2 separate regions of the Rattus norvegicus genome follow, and region 2 is linked to region 1. A link is a contact called in public Hi-C data. All regions are on one chromosome and are shown on one strand. Each heading gives the region's core, a stretch centred on a gene start, on an enhancer-like site or on the middle of the called end of the contact. The rest is flanking DNA. Distances are from core to core; before and after follow the strand shown.

Region 1 (6,862 bases), core at 657-3,156:
CTTCTCTCTCTGAGGGTGAGTATGCAGATGGGGAGGAAGGCCTGGGCTGCCAATGCTCCAACCCTACCCATCACGGGGTGCTTCTCATCGAAGGAGAGGAAGATGGCTGTAACTTGGGCCTCACCTGAGTCTGCCTGCCCACTCCCCCACCCAAGCCCATCCCCACCCAAGAGAGAGAGCAGAATTGGGATGGGGTTACGGCAGCTGACATATCACATACTGCTCTCCGCTACAGCAAATAAAAGAAAGGTAACAAGACAGACATTCTCCCAGCTGCCTGCAAGGCAGCTCGGTTTAGGGAGCCGGGCACAGGGGCCATTCCTGACTATCACCCCTCACATTACCCTCTGAAGGAGTGGAATAACTGTGGCCTGTGTCTGACTCAGCACCGAATAGTTCTCTGAGTCAGGGAGGGTTAAGGCTGGCTGGGGGCCAGGCCTGGGGCTCTGGGTGGGTGGCCAGGCTCCCCAACTAAGGGCAGAGTGGGAACTCCTAGGTCTGTCTCATCATGCTGGGGTCCTGGGAAGAGCAAGGAGGAAAGCAGGGCAGAAGAGGGGGTCAGGCTGCCTTCTGCCCCTAGCTGGGCCTCCTCCCTGCCCTGGCCCCTGCTCACCCCCATCCCTCCACCCACCCAAGGCCTGGACTTGACCTTGCTGGTTTTGCAGGGAGGGTGTGACAGCCTCTGGGTAAAGGGACCAAGCTGCTGCGAAGGCATTTTCCACTCTCTAAAGTAAACAATCAAACAGGAAATTAATCGAAAAACCCACTTCACCGGAAGGTTCAGGTTGTGATTTTCACAGCCCCAGAGCCAGGAAATTCAAGGTTATAGTTCCCATAGCAACCCGCCTGTAGAATGAGGGGACTGCTCGGTTGAAATAAGACCTTGAGGAGTCAATCAGGGCCAGTCCTCTGCCTCTGAGGAACATCCCCAAGCAGCAAGTCTGAACGATTTGGGTAGACTGCCGCTGTGAAGTGGGCCATGGTGCAGGGGATCGCTGCAAGGCTAGGCAGGCACTTGGTGTTGTTGTTCACAGTGTGAGCTCCCACAGTTCACTCCTCTAGGAGCTGGACAGTGATCACAGACCTTCAGGGGCTTTGCACTGTTCTATGCTGGCTGTGTTTCCACAGCCTAAGGAATGGGGAAGATCCTCAGAAAGGTGTGCCTACCTCACGGGCTTCATCCCCAAGTGAGCAGGGGAGGTGCTGTGCCTGCCTTTGTTCACAGCCTCCTGGCTCACTTACTGTCATTTCTAGTGCTCCCATTTGGACCTAGACTCTTTCATTATTGACCTTGGGCCTCATTCCCATGGCTGTCTCCGCTAAGAAACATCTCGTTTGATGAAGAGCAGCCCCCAGGATAACAAGCACCCAGACTCTTTTGCCGGTGCAAACACACAGTATTAAAATATTAGCTCTGTGCACCTTCACGGCTCTAGGGAAGATGACAAGCTAGTTACGGAACCAGAGGCGGGCCTTCCCCTTCAAGTCAGGGTGGGAGGGAGCTGGGCATCTTGGGTGGGGTTTTCTTTTGTGTGTGTCTAGAGGAATCCCCACTTGACCGGAAAGGACAAGAGGGTGTTGGCGCTCAACCTCTGGAGGAAACAGTCTGGAATTCTTCGCAACGAGTATTCTGCTGCCCTCCTGCTCGTTTGGCCCCTCGTAGCCCCCTGGCCTTGCCATGGGACCCAAAGGAGGGACACTTTCCAAGCTGTAGTTGTAGCTTCCTGGGCACCAGGCCTATGGCAAGAGGGCACCCAGCCACCTGCCCAGCTGCCAGCCTGGCTCTGGAGCCAGCGCCTGAAGTGAGCATGATCGGGGCAAGTGAGAAGCGGCGCCTGCCCGGGAGACACAATGTCTCCCTGATTTCCTAACAGGCCCAGGGCTGTGCCAGGGACCGATGGGCAGCTCACCAGGTCCAGCCTCACTTGCGAAACTGTCCTTTCCTCTTATGGAGTAAGCTTCCTTGGGGGTAGGGGGGTGGGGGTTGGTGGTGGCTATGCTGCTGTCTAGAGTTGCAAGAGCACTAGCTAAGGCACACCTTCTGTGAGTCCCTCCTCCCTTCCTGAATTCCCCCCCTTGTCACCATGCAGTAGCTCAGAGGCAGGATGCCTCCTTAGGAGTGTGCCGGTCCCTTTCACAACCCCAGACAAATAGATTTAATCACTAGAGATGTGGAGAGGTGGCTGTCAATAGAATAATGACTTCTTGTGTCTTAAACCTGAGGAGCCTCACCCATTTGCTACAGAGGAAGTGGCTCCCTATACCTCGAGGCCCCTCGTTTAAAGCTAGGGCCTGAAGATAATCTGGTGGGCCAATCCATTCCGTCCACCTTTCCCTGTGCCCAGCAGGAAGGAGCTCCTTCAAGAGTCATTGTAGTAGGCCTGCATCAACACTTGCAAGTCTGTTCTTCCAATGGCAGGGGTCCTCTATGGGAGGACAGGGTGAAAGTGACCAGCAAGGATCTCAAGGAGCAGAGGCAGTCACACGCTGAGCCATTCCTCTGCCGCTGAGCATGCCATTTAAAAAAAAAAAAGAAAGAAAGAAAAACCAAAACACTTTGTTAAATTAATTTCTCCCATGTATCAAAATTCTCTTGCTGCATTTAAGAATGAACATAAAGGGCTGGAGAGATGGCTCAGTGGTTAGGAGCACTGACTGCTCTTCCAAAGGTCCCGAGTTCAAGTCCCAGCAACCACATGGTGGCTCACAACCATCTGTAATGGGATCCGATGCCCTCTTCTGGTGTGTCTGAAGACAGCTATAGTGTACTTATATACATAAAATAAATAAATAATTCTTGAAAACAAACAAGCAAACGAAATGAACATAGAATGCCAGGTGGCAGAGGCAGGTGAGTTTCTGAGTTCGAGGCCAGCCTGGATAATAGAGTGAGTTCCAAGAGAGCCAGGGCTACACAGAGAAATTCTGTCTCAAAAAACACAATACAACAAAACAAAAAACCCATAAAGCTGGGCATGGTGGTACATGCCTTTAATTCCAGCATTCAGGGGGTAGAGGCAGGTGGATCTCTGAGTCCGAGGCCAGCCTGATCTATACTTTAATCTCCAGGACAGCCAGGGCTACATAGAGAGACTCTGTCTCAAAAAAAAAAAAAAATTAACATGAGCCCATAGCTATCTGGATCCTAGTCAGGGGCGTGGCCTTCTTGTGATGGAGGAGATATGGTGGCAGAATGCAGAAGCTGGACTGAGAGCTGTTCCCTGGGGTGACAAAACCCAGCCAGCTCCTTGATGGGTTAGACGTAACCGAGGACAAACTGGTCGGGACAGCTGGGTCTGGGACAAGTATGCGCTGTTAATGTTCAGAGAATAATAGGTCTGTGGTAAAGGCATAATTAGTATTGTCCTCAAGAGTGTCAGGCACCCAGGAGGAGGGCAGACAGGCCTGGGCTGAGAAAAGGGCCTGGGGCCAGTTGGGGACCTCAGAAGGGATTTGGTGCAGACTCTGCCAAGACTCAGAGATAAGAGACTTTAATTGGCACCTGGAGATGTGTTTGGCTTTAGAGCCTAACCCTTAGTGGAGTAGAAATGTAAGAATGGGCCAGTGCTACCATAGCTGGGAGCATCTTCTCAGATGAATAATCCTCCTGCCAATGCTCTTGTTCTCCGTGCCACCCTTCTGTGTTCAACTGACTGTGTCTCAAGGAGATAGGGTGCTTAGCTTGGTATTTCTACTTCCTGGCCCACTCCCCCCAGGGTCTGCTTTGTCCTCCCTCCTCTTCCAGACATCCTTCTGGTCAAGCTCATCTGTTCGCAGGCCTATGGGGCTGTCCTTCCTGTCCTCACCAGCCTTCATCCCCCCCCCCATATCGCCACTCCCTCTGTAGAACACACCTTGTTCAGTCCTGTCTCCACTTCTCAGATAACTCAAGACAAACCTCACAACCTTCCTCTCCTCCCCCTCCTCCCTGGCCCTCGTCTGTCCTCCTCTTCCCCCCCTTTCCCCCTGCTCCCTTAAGTCTGCCCAAGTGCTCCCCTAGTGTCCTTGGCAGGAATCTCACTATTCGTGGTCTGGAGGCCAACTATTTGGTTTCTCCCAGCCTCTGGTATCTGTGAAGGCTGGGTTTCTTCACACTGTTCATGCTAGGTTTGTGCCTAACTAACCTGACCCTCTTGGAAGACTGGAAAACTGGGTCTGAGAGAAGCTTGTACTGCCTAGAGCAAAGCTATTCCAAAGTAGCTGTGATCAAGAGGCTTATGGTAGGGAAGGTCTTGCCTTCACCCCTCCATAGGTAGGAAAATGTATCCATACATTCATCCACCCACCCACCTATCCACCCACTCATCCATCTACCTGCCCAAACATTCATTCATCCATCTACCCACCACCAACTCAACAATCCATCCATCCATCCATCCACCTACCTGCCCATTCATTCATCCATCTACCCATCCACCCACTCATTCATCCATCTACCCACCCACCCACTCAACAATCCATCCATCCATCCATCCACTCATCCACCTACCTGCCCATTCATTCATCCATCTACCCATCAACCCACTCATTCATCCATCTACCCACCCAGCCACTCACCCATCCACCCATCCATCATCCATCCATCCATCCATCCATCCATCCATCCATCCAATAAAGAGGACCAGAGCCCAGCAGATTCATGTCTGGAATGCAGAGTATAGGATACTAATCCTAACTCTGCCACTCACTTAGGCTGCACAACTTAGTGGCCGCCTCTCTGGGTCTCAGCTTTCTGATTGGCAATGTGGGCACATCAATACTCTCTTCCTCTGTGGATCGCTGCAGGGATGAAGCAGACACCACTTAGAACAATGGAACCAGCGATGAAGACATAGCCAGTGTGCAGCAAGCTCAGCTCGGCCAATGGGAGCTCATCACTCATCACCAAGTGGACTGCATGGGGCACAGGATGAGGTGCGATGACTGGCAGAGCTGTCACCTACCCGTTTGTCACCTGTGTGGAGGAGGAGGCTCAGGAAGTCTTCCCCGGGAAAGACATTTCTGAGGACATCAGGGAAAGAGTGGGAAAGACCAGAGGTCTACAGTGTTAGCAGAGGGGACAGAAACAGGGCAGGGGACAGGAGGAGGGACGCATGGCTAGAACACTGGCTGGTAACTCAGGCAGAAGGTACAGTGGCCTAGCTAAGCCATAGAGAGAGAACAAAGTGACCAGATTTAAGGGAGTCACAGAAGTTGTCCACAGCCCTGGGATCGGTGGGTTCAGGATGAGATAGGGTGAGACTTAGAGACAGCTTGGGGCTTAGCACAGCCAGAAGTGGTGGCCCTGAAAAGAGGTGTATATTTGGGGAGCAGAAGGTGGGCATTAGAAGTCTGAGGGGTCCTGGGACAGGCCAGGGTGAGGTGCTAAGCAGAGAGATGGACACTGGTCAGGCAGCACAGATCTGGGGTTTGTGTGGTTAGAGTGTGGAGGAGCCATTGGTCCTGCACAGCTCTGGAGGTGGTACCTCTGGAGCCAAGGTTGCCCATCCCTTGGCTAATCCTTCCACTTCTACTGGCCTCTGGTCAAGTCTCCCATACTGCACTGCGTGCCCTTGGCTCTGAGGAGGTGATCTGTACCCCTTGAGCCCATCTAAGGCTGCATCCATGAGTATATATTTATCCTGCTTACTTAGACCTGGGCATCATCGCTCCCTAGGAGGGAGACTAGTTTTAGGAAGACACAACGATCAACTTTATTTCTTTCAACTGCGGGGATTGGTGGGGGGGGGGCAGGCAGCTGGGAAATGAATCATTTGGGGACCAGGAGGGAGAAGTCATGGAGAATGCCCACCCAGGCCTCTAGTCTGAGCAAACCTCTATGGGCAGCGGCTACATGGACCACCACTGAAGCTGTCCGGAGAGAGGGTCTGGCGGGGCCTGGAGCTCAGGAGTGATCCTGGCATGGGGGAACAAAGGGAAGCCTTCAGCATGGAGCAGGGCACTAGAGGTCTTCGGTCAATGATGTCATTTAGACCAGGGCACTCGGCTGTAGGTGACTGATATTTGTATGAATTAACTCTCTGCTGTGGTGGTTCCTTGTGCAGAATAGACTGTTCTACCGCATCTCAACTGCTACCCACCAGCTACCATCAGAAACCCCGAGTAGGGACAACCCCCAAAATATATCTAGACCTTGCCCAATATCCATAGCGGAGAACCATAGCTGCACACGGAATAATGCCCCAGTCCATCAGCGCCCTTCCGTGTTCTGCTTTTCAGATTGGCATTTGCTCTGCGGACGGAGCTAAGAACGGCTTTCACACTTTTAAATGGCCGAGGAAAATGTATTTGGCTACAATGTAAAAATTATACAAAACTCAAATTTCAAGAGTCTGTAAAAAATCGTGCTGGGATAGTCACGCTCCCTCATTTACATCTAATCCATAAGGAGGCCCCACGGCACATGCCTGCAGTCTTCTGTATGTGTAGGGGGGTAGTGCAGGACGGTTTCTGGTTCAAGTTCAGCCTAGGCTAGGGAGTGAGTCTCAAAACAGCAATAATGACAATGGCAAAGACGATGGCCAAAATCTAAAGTGTGTCATTCACAGCTGCCTTTGAGCCAATGACAGTTGGGCTGAAGCCAGAACACTCCCATGGCGTTGATAAACACAAGTAAGTACCCTTTATTCAAAATACTTGGGACCGAATGTATTTTAGATATCTGATTTTTTTTCTCTCTCTCAATTTTTGAATATTTCATATCCCTGAGTTATCTTGGGGATGGGACCCAAGTCTAAACACGGGATTCATTTATGTTTTATATATACCATATAGACGCACAGCCTGAAGATAATTCCATATAGCATTTAAAATAATTTAGTGCACGAAATAAAGTCTCATAGTGTGGAATTTCCCATCTGTG
Region 2 (6,459 bases), core at 214-2,713, 56 kb after region 1:
TTAACCTGGAGTGTGTTACAAAATCTGACCCAGAAACAGGAAGTGGCAACCAGGCAAAGTTCCTGCTCCTGCCCACTGCCCCTCTCTATTTGGGACTGCAGGATTAGACTCCTCTTCAGGAATCTAAGTACCAGCCTTCTTTACAAGGCACAGGAGACCAAGGCGCCTATGTGGTTGGATCAGTTCAGCCTGGAGGATCAGAAGAAAGGACCCAAACCCTAGGCCAGGCTGAGCTGCCCTTTCATGCCATATCAGCTGCAGCTTCTCGGAGCCCGGACATCTGACCCATGTTCCTGTGGATGCCCTGTGGTACAGGATCTGGGCCAAGGAAGGGCAAGCTATTGCGAGGCCCCTGGGGTAGGTGGCACTCAGCCCCCCTCCCCCCTCGCCCCACGCTGCATGCTTTAAATAGCTCAGCTTCTCTCAGACTCATAGACTCACAGTCTTGTCACTCTTGCCAGCTCCTTCTGAGTTTCCAGATCATCTGGCTGCTTTCCAGGTCGGGGACATGGTGGAGCGAGAAGGTGACCTGGCAGTTGAGGCTTAAGGGAGCAAAGCAAGGTGCTTCCCCACATTTCTGAGCAGTTGTCATTTGTCTCCCGGGCAGGCAGACCCCTGGCTACCACGGGTGAGTCTTTGTTCAGCTTTCTTGTCTCCCTGGAGGAGTCCATGCTCAACCCAGGCCACCTGCTCCCTGGGAGGACGACCTAGGAACGAGCCTCCCACCCAGGGAGAAATCCCTTCCTGCCTCGTTACTGATGGAGTCACCTTCTTGGGAGCCTCAGGGTCCATATCTGGCACTCCCTCCTCTGCCTCCCATGGCAAGGTGCTCTGACCAAGTCTTCCCTAAGCAGACCAGGGGAGATAGCTGTGCCCATCATTTTGAGTTTTTGCATGTGGCACTCTACCATTTACCAACCATTTTCACACCCTTATTTCGTAAGAACTTTCCAACCACCTGGTGGGCAATGCAGGGGAAGGTATAAATAATCCCATTTTATAGTCAAGGAGACCGCGACAGCCAGAAATATTAGGGGAAGTATTCAAGTTCATACGTCAAACGAGTGGCTCAATCAAGCTGAAAGCTGGGCCTTTTTTTTTTTTTTTTTTTTTTACCATTTCCTCTGTATTAAGGATGCTGCCCACCCCTGCCAACCTCCCCCTCCCCTGCCTTCTACTCTTTGACCAAGGGAGCAAGGGGGAGACCAGCACAAGACATGGGGAGGAGGCCAGGGACACGTGTCCTCTCTCCCAGGCCCTGAACCCTGCTGCTGGCTCCATGGGTCACTTTCACAACCCAGGACAAAAATCTCACTAGATACGGCCTCAGACCGCCTGGCTCCAGTCGCCCTCGCCGGCAGACGCAGACGCACACAGACACACAGAGAACACGCTGTTATCTCTCCGCTCCAGCCGGTTTCCTCCACTTCTCAAACAGCCGATTTCTTCCAGCCTGGCTGCCTCCCCTGGTCACCACCCACAGCCACTGGCCCCTGGGGACCAGCCAAGGCCCCCGCACCCTCTCTGCCTTAGACTGTGCCGCCGAGTCCCTGCTAATCAGACGGTTGCCTCTGCCCTCCCAGCCATTGCCCCCAGAGTTCCCTGGAAATGTCCCTTCTGCTTGGCCCAGCCCCCACGGAGTTTTGAGCTTTGTCTGCACACACAGCTGACTTGTGTTTGCAGGGACAGACAGGGGCTGGCGCTGGGGTCTGAGCCAGCAGGAGCTAGGACGGTAGAGCAGATGGGGAAAACACAAAGTCCAGAGAACAAACTTTTGCAAGCGAGCCCTTTAGGGTCACTGACTGGGGAGACTGACAGCAAGAAAGAGAAAAGGAACTTCATGACAGGGTGGGTTTGCCTTTAGTGACTTCCCCTAGGGAGCATTTTTTTTTTTTTTTTTTTTTTTTTTTGGCTGCTTGGCTTTCTGAGATCTAAGTGTAGGAAAACCGGGCCAGACAGTGGAGGGGTGGGATCACAGAGGGAACAGGATCATGGAAGGGTTGCTGGCTTGAACGTCCCTCCTTTCTTGGGTCCTACAGAGTACTCTGTCCCCAGTCATACACAGGGAGCTCAATAGATGCTTCTCAAGCTGAGCTGGCCCCTGGCCAGTTTGCCCCTCTGGGACTTTCCTATCAACCAGCTCCCACTGCCCCTTCTGTCTGGACAGGGAGAGGAAGCATGGGGAGCCGGCAGCAAGACCCGCACCCCATATCAGTGTATGCTCAAGTGCCCGGCACGAGAACTTCCCCTTTATCAGGCAGAGGAGCCAAGGTGTCTGTGGTGGGCGGCCAAGTTTACAGGGAGAAGATATATGCTAACAAGTGAAGGCTACTGAGGTGTGTGTGTGTGTGTGTGTGTGTGTGTAATGTGTAGCATCCCTCACCCTCGAGTAAAACCCCTTCTGATCTTCCCAGTTTTGAGCCCCGAGCCACTTAACATCCTTCTGAAATGCAGCCACGGCCACCTCGATGTACGAGGTCACGACAAATCGCATAGCAGTGGGGGTTGTAAAAAAAAAAAAATAAAAGGCAGGGCCACAGCTTTGGACAAGGCAGCTCTTTGTCTGGGCAGCTCAGGCTGCTTGTGTGAATACCCCAATGGCCTCCAATCATTAAGGGTGCACAGTTCTTGCTGTCTGTCCGTCTGACTGACTGTCTCTAGTTCGTCTTACAGTATAGGCTTAGCCTTGGGGGCTTGGGAAGAGAGTCGTTAAAGATGTGTACAAGCTGGTAACAAAAGGAACAGGGTCCTCTGAGGGAATTATCTGCCTCCTCGGGCCTTCTGCAGACTTGATGTGCCCTAACTATTCAGGCTGCTCAAAGACACAAGAGTACCCCAGCTACCTGCAGACCCTCCCTGCCATCCAGAGCGATCCAGCTTCAGCCTCTAGCCCCCCCACATCCCTGCCAGAAAAGGGACAGCCCAATGAATCCACCATTTCTTTTTCTTGCCTTCGTGAACCATACAGAAAGGAGGTAAGGCCCAGCCGGGTCAGCTCGCTGCCTGTTCAGAGAGAGAGAGAGAGAGAGAGAGAGAGAGAGAGAGAGGGAGGGAGGGAGGGAGGGAGGGAGAGAGAGAGAGAGAGAGAGAGAGAGAGAGAGAGAGAGAGAGAGAACCCTTCTTGCTTTCCAGGAAGATAGGGAACGAAGGCTCAGACCCCCAACCCCACACTGAGCTTCAGTCAAGAGTGGTCCCATATTCTTAGTTCTCGGAATGACAGAGAACACATGGCCACTGTTTAGTTTGTGAGCTCTGAACCACTCTGTCATCTCTATCTGCCTCTTGTCTCCTTTTTTGGCCACCTACCTATCTTCTGCCAATACCTGGCCTCACCAGACCTCACTGAACCTCACTGACCCCTAAATGTGTTTCTGGCCATGGGTGCTCAGTTGACAGTGCATTCTAAGACAGCAGGACAGGAACGGGCTCTAGTTCCTACTGTTTCTACTAGCTGTGTGGTTTTGCTTGTTTCTGGCTTTGCTGGGTTTTCCTCTCTACCTCTGTAATGCAGGCACTTAGGACATGGGTTCGTTGTTGTTAGGCTGACACACCCATGGTTCAAACCTCCTCTACCCAAGTGAGATCCAGAGAAGAAGGAAAACCGTTTGCCCTGGGCCACAGAGCTAAGAAGTATCAGTGTGAGCTCGGTCCGGCAAACAGCAGACACTTGTATCTGAATTACTAAGGGCTCTGCAGATGAAGCAATTTCATCCATCCTCCTGCTTGGCTCCTTGAGTTCTTTAAAAGACTGGCTCTGAGTCACCATACTGACTGGCTGCTGTGACACTCAGAATACTTTTTCTAGAACTTCGGGATTTCAAGTCTTCCTGTCCTCTGCTTTAGGACCAGCCTAACAAGGCGGGCAGCTGAATAACTCGAGAGTCTCCCACTAGAGGGTTCCACACCACACAGTGATCAAACACAGACCCAGGCATAAACTGGGGCATCAAAGTGCAGGAGTCTCGCCGCTGCCCAGCACTGGGAGCCTAAGGCCTGTCAGCTCTGTGGTTTGTACAGGAGGGCAGTGCTGGCTAGGGCTACCCAGGGCCTGAAGAGAGTGGAGCCTACGGCAAGGAGTTCCCACTCTAGAAGAAGCCCTCCCACACCCTCTCTCCTAAACCACCCCTTCTCAAGGTGGGGAGGCCTGGGGAGCTGTGGTCTGTCTTATCCCAAGGCCCCATGCCTGTTCCTCATCTCTGAGATTCCTGTCCATTCCTGTCACAGTGTGGGAGGACTGCTGACAGCCAGGCCTGTCCTCACACCTCCTCCCGCTGTCTGGGAAGAACAAGGAGTGCTAGACAGACCGACCTGCCTGTGCTAGAAATATGCAGCCTCCAGGGGTTGAGCTCATTAGTGTTCTGGTCCCTGAGGGCAACTGGGCTCCCTACGCCCAATGGTATCTCTGGGCAAACACTGTCCCTGGGGAACCAGACCCTTGTTACACCGTCTGCTTAGGCTGCCTGGGATCTCTGTGACCTGCCTGTGGCTTCCTGGAACCCTACAAATAAATGAGATACTAGCTTGCCCTGGTGGTCCCCACGGCCCTTGATGGAGGGTTTGATCCACGCTCAGTCTAAGGTTTTGTGATGGAGTCTTGGGGTGCCAGAGTCATCGTCACATGGTTTCAACCCATGTGGGACAAGTTCAGGGTGCCAAGTGCAGGGGGGAGGGGCGACTGTAGGCAAGTGAGGCCCGCCTTGCAGGCTGGTGCCCCCTGCAGGCTGTTCTGTTCACCTAGGCCTGCCTCCAAAGGATGTGTGGCCAAAGCAGGTCAGACAAGGTGGGTATGTGGGAAAATGAATGAATGGTAAGAGAGCCAGCCAGAGTTGCAGACCTGCCCAGCTGGTGATGTTGGAGATGGAGTCTTGTCTCTACTGGCCCGGGAGTAGGAAGGCTTTGGAATATGCTCCAAGGGACCTTTGACACCATCTCTAACTTCCTTACTTTATATGGGTGAAGAAGCCCCTGGAAGGGTACAAAGACTGGCTGATACTATTTATTCTATTTCAGCAAGGTGAGTCTTGCACCTTTTACATTTCAGGGTCCTTCCTCCAGTGCTGACTTCTGAACCCTGATCCTGGTAGTCTGACAAGTGCACCCTGAGGAAGTGCATCTGACTTCCCATCCCTAATGTGTCTGAGGCTATCCCCACCCCTGACCTGCAACTGACCCTCACAAGCTCCAGGCATTAGGGGTTGGTGAGTGGTGGTCCGAGGGCCTGGGACCCATGGACAGAACTCACCCAGGCTTTCATTTTTGTCATAGGTACACAGGATGGCAGGGGCGGCTAGGCAAGGGGCTGGCTCTAGACTTCTAGTCTCCTCAGGATTCCTCTAGGGAGCTCAGAAACTATGATCTGGGGGTGGGGAGGAGCTTCTCCACAGGAGGCAAGGCCAGCTTAGTGGACCTAGGAGGATGCCAGGCTCTTGATGCCACCTGCTAAGTGAAACCCTGGGGTTTGGACCCCTCCCCTGAGTCTGACCTGGGTCTCAGATGAGCAGCCTGCCCTGCCTACCCTCCGATACTGCTTGAGGCCTGAGGTTGGCAGGAAACTCACAACATCTGAGGTAGAAGTCTTGAGTTTTGGATTAAAATGCAGCCTTGGCCTGGAATCGTGGGAAGCTGGCGCCAGCAGGGTCATGGCCTGGCTGGGCAGCGTCTCCCCTGCCAACCCACCAGGCTAGACACACCTCCCCAATGGCCTTCCCCTACCCCAACGGACTCCTCTAGCATGTCAGCCTTAGCTTTGACCCTAGCCTCCTTCCTTGCTTTGGGGCTACCTCCCCTCACCCCCTATAGCTCTGTTCCTCCTCTGATGTTTCTACATCGAGTGCCACACTGAGTGCTACCCTGAGTGCTTGGCCCAGCTGGTAGAGAACAGTGAGCTCCTCCCTCCCCTCAGTGCAAGTTTAACAATGAAGAGCTTGGACTCCAGCTGGGCCTCTACACTTAGACCGTCTAAGAGCTGTCTCTGTGGCTGTGTCAACCCCAAATCTCTGTGTGCATGTGGCCCTGGGCTTGTGTGAGCATCTGTGAAAGGATGGGTCTCTCCTCCAGGGAGACAGGAACATGTGTTAGGGGATTTTCAGAAATCTCTTCTTGGTAGGCGGGAAGGGTGAGCCTTTGGAGAACACAGCAAGAGCCACGGGAGTTTTTCCCTACAGGGAGCAATGAGACGGGCATCAAGATTCCAGCTGACTGAAGTGGACGGTTAGGGGGCTGCAGGGTCTGATGGGGCCACACTGGGGTCAGGGGAAGGTGGCTGGCACCTGGCTGTTCTGGCCATCCCTACAAGTTGTAAGTAGGTCATTGGGAGGGAAGTGTCTGTGGCTCAGAAGGCTAAATTCAAAGGACTCTGCCTCTAAGCCCACTTTAGAGATATTATTCTAGTCAGATGGGTTTTGTTTTGAGGCAAGGTCTCACTATGTAGCCCAGGCTAGCTCCAAATCCATCGGTCTC

Evidence for each region. A called contact is a pair of places that touch in the nucleus more often than the background predicts.
Region 2: a Hi-C map of liver shows a contact between it and region 1, with 3 times the contacts expected there. The contact joins two enhancer-like sites. A contact is called at or near these places in 4 of 12 Hi-C or Micro-C datasets (the A7r5 cell line, kidney, liver and 1 more).

The regions. Positions count from the first base shown.
Region 1 is chr18:71,346,610-71,353,471 of GRCr8, forward strand. All of the region lies in intron 11 of Ctif (cap binding complex dependent translation initiation factor), which reads right to left. Among named protein-coding and RNA genes, the nearest start is that of Smad7, 87 kb to the left of the region's middle. Within about 2 kb of position 1,907, at least 46 of the 93 cell types and tissues checked have an H3K27ac peak or open chromatin away from gene starts, as enhancers often do. A contact at or near this core is called in liver, where this site is marked.
Region 2 is chr18:71,403,483-71,409,941 of GRCr8, forward strand. All of the region lies in intron 10 of Ctif (cap binding complex dependent translation initiation factor), which reads right to left. Among named protein-coding and RNA genes, the nearest start is that of Smad7, 140 kb to the left of the region's middle. Within about 2 kb of position 1,464, at least 54 of the 93 cell types and tissues checked have an H3K27ac peak or open chromatin away from gene starts, as enhancers often do. A contact at or near this core is called in liver, where this site is marked.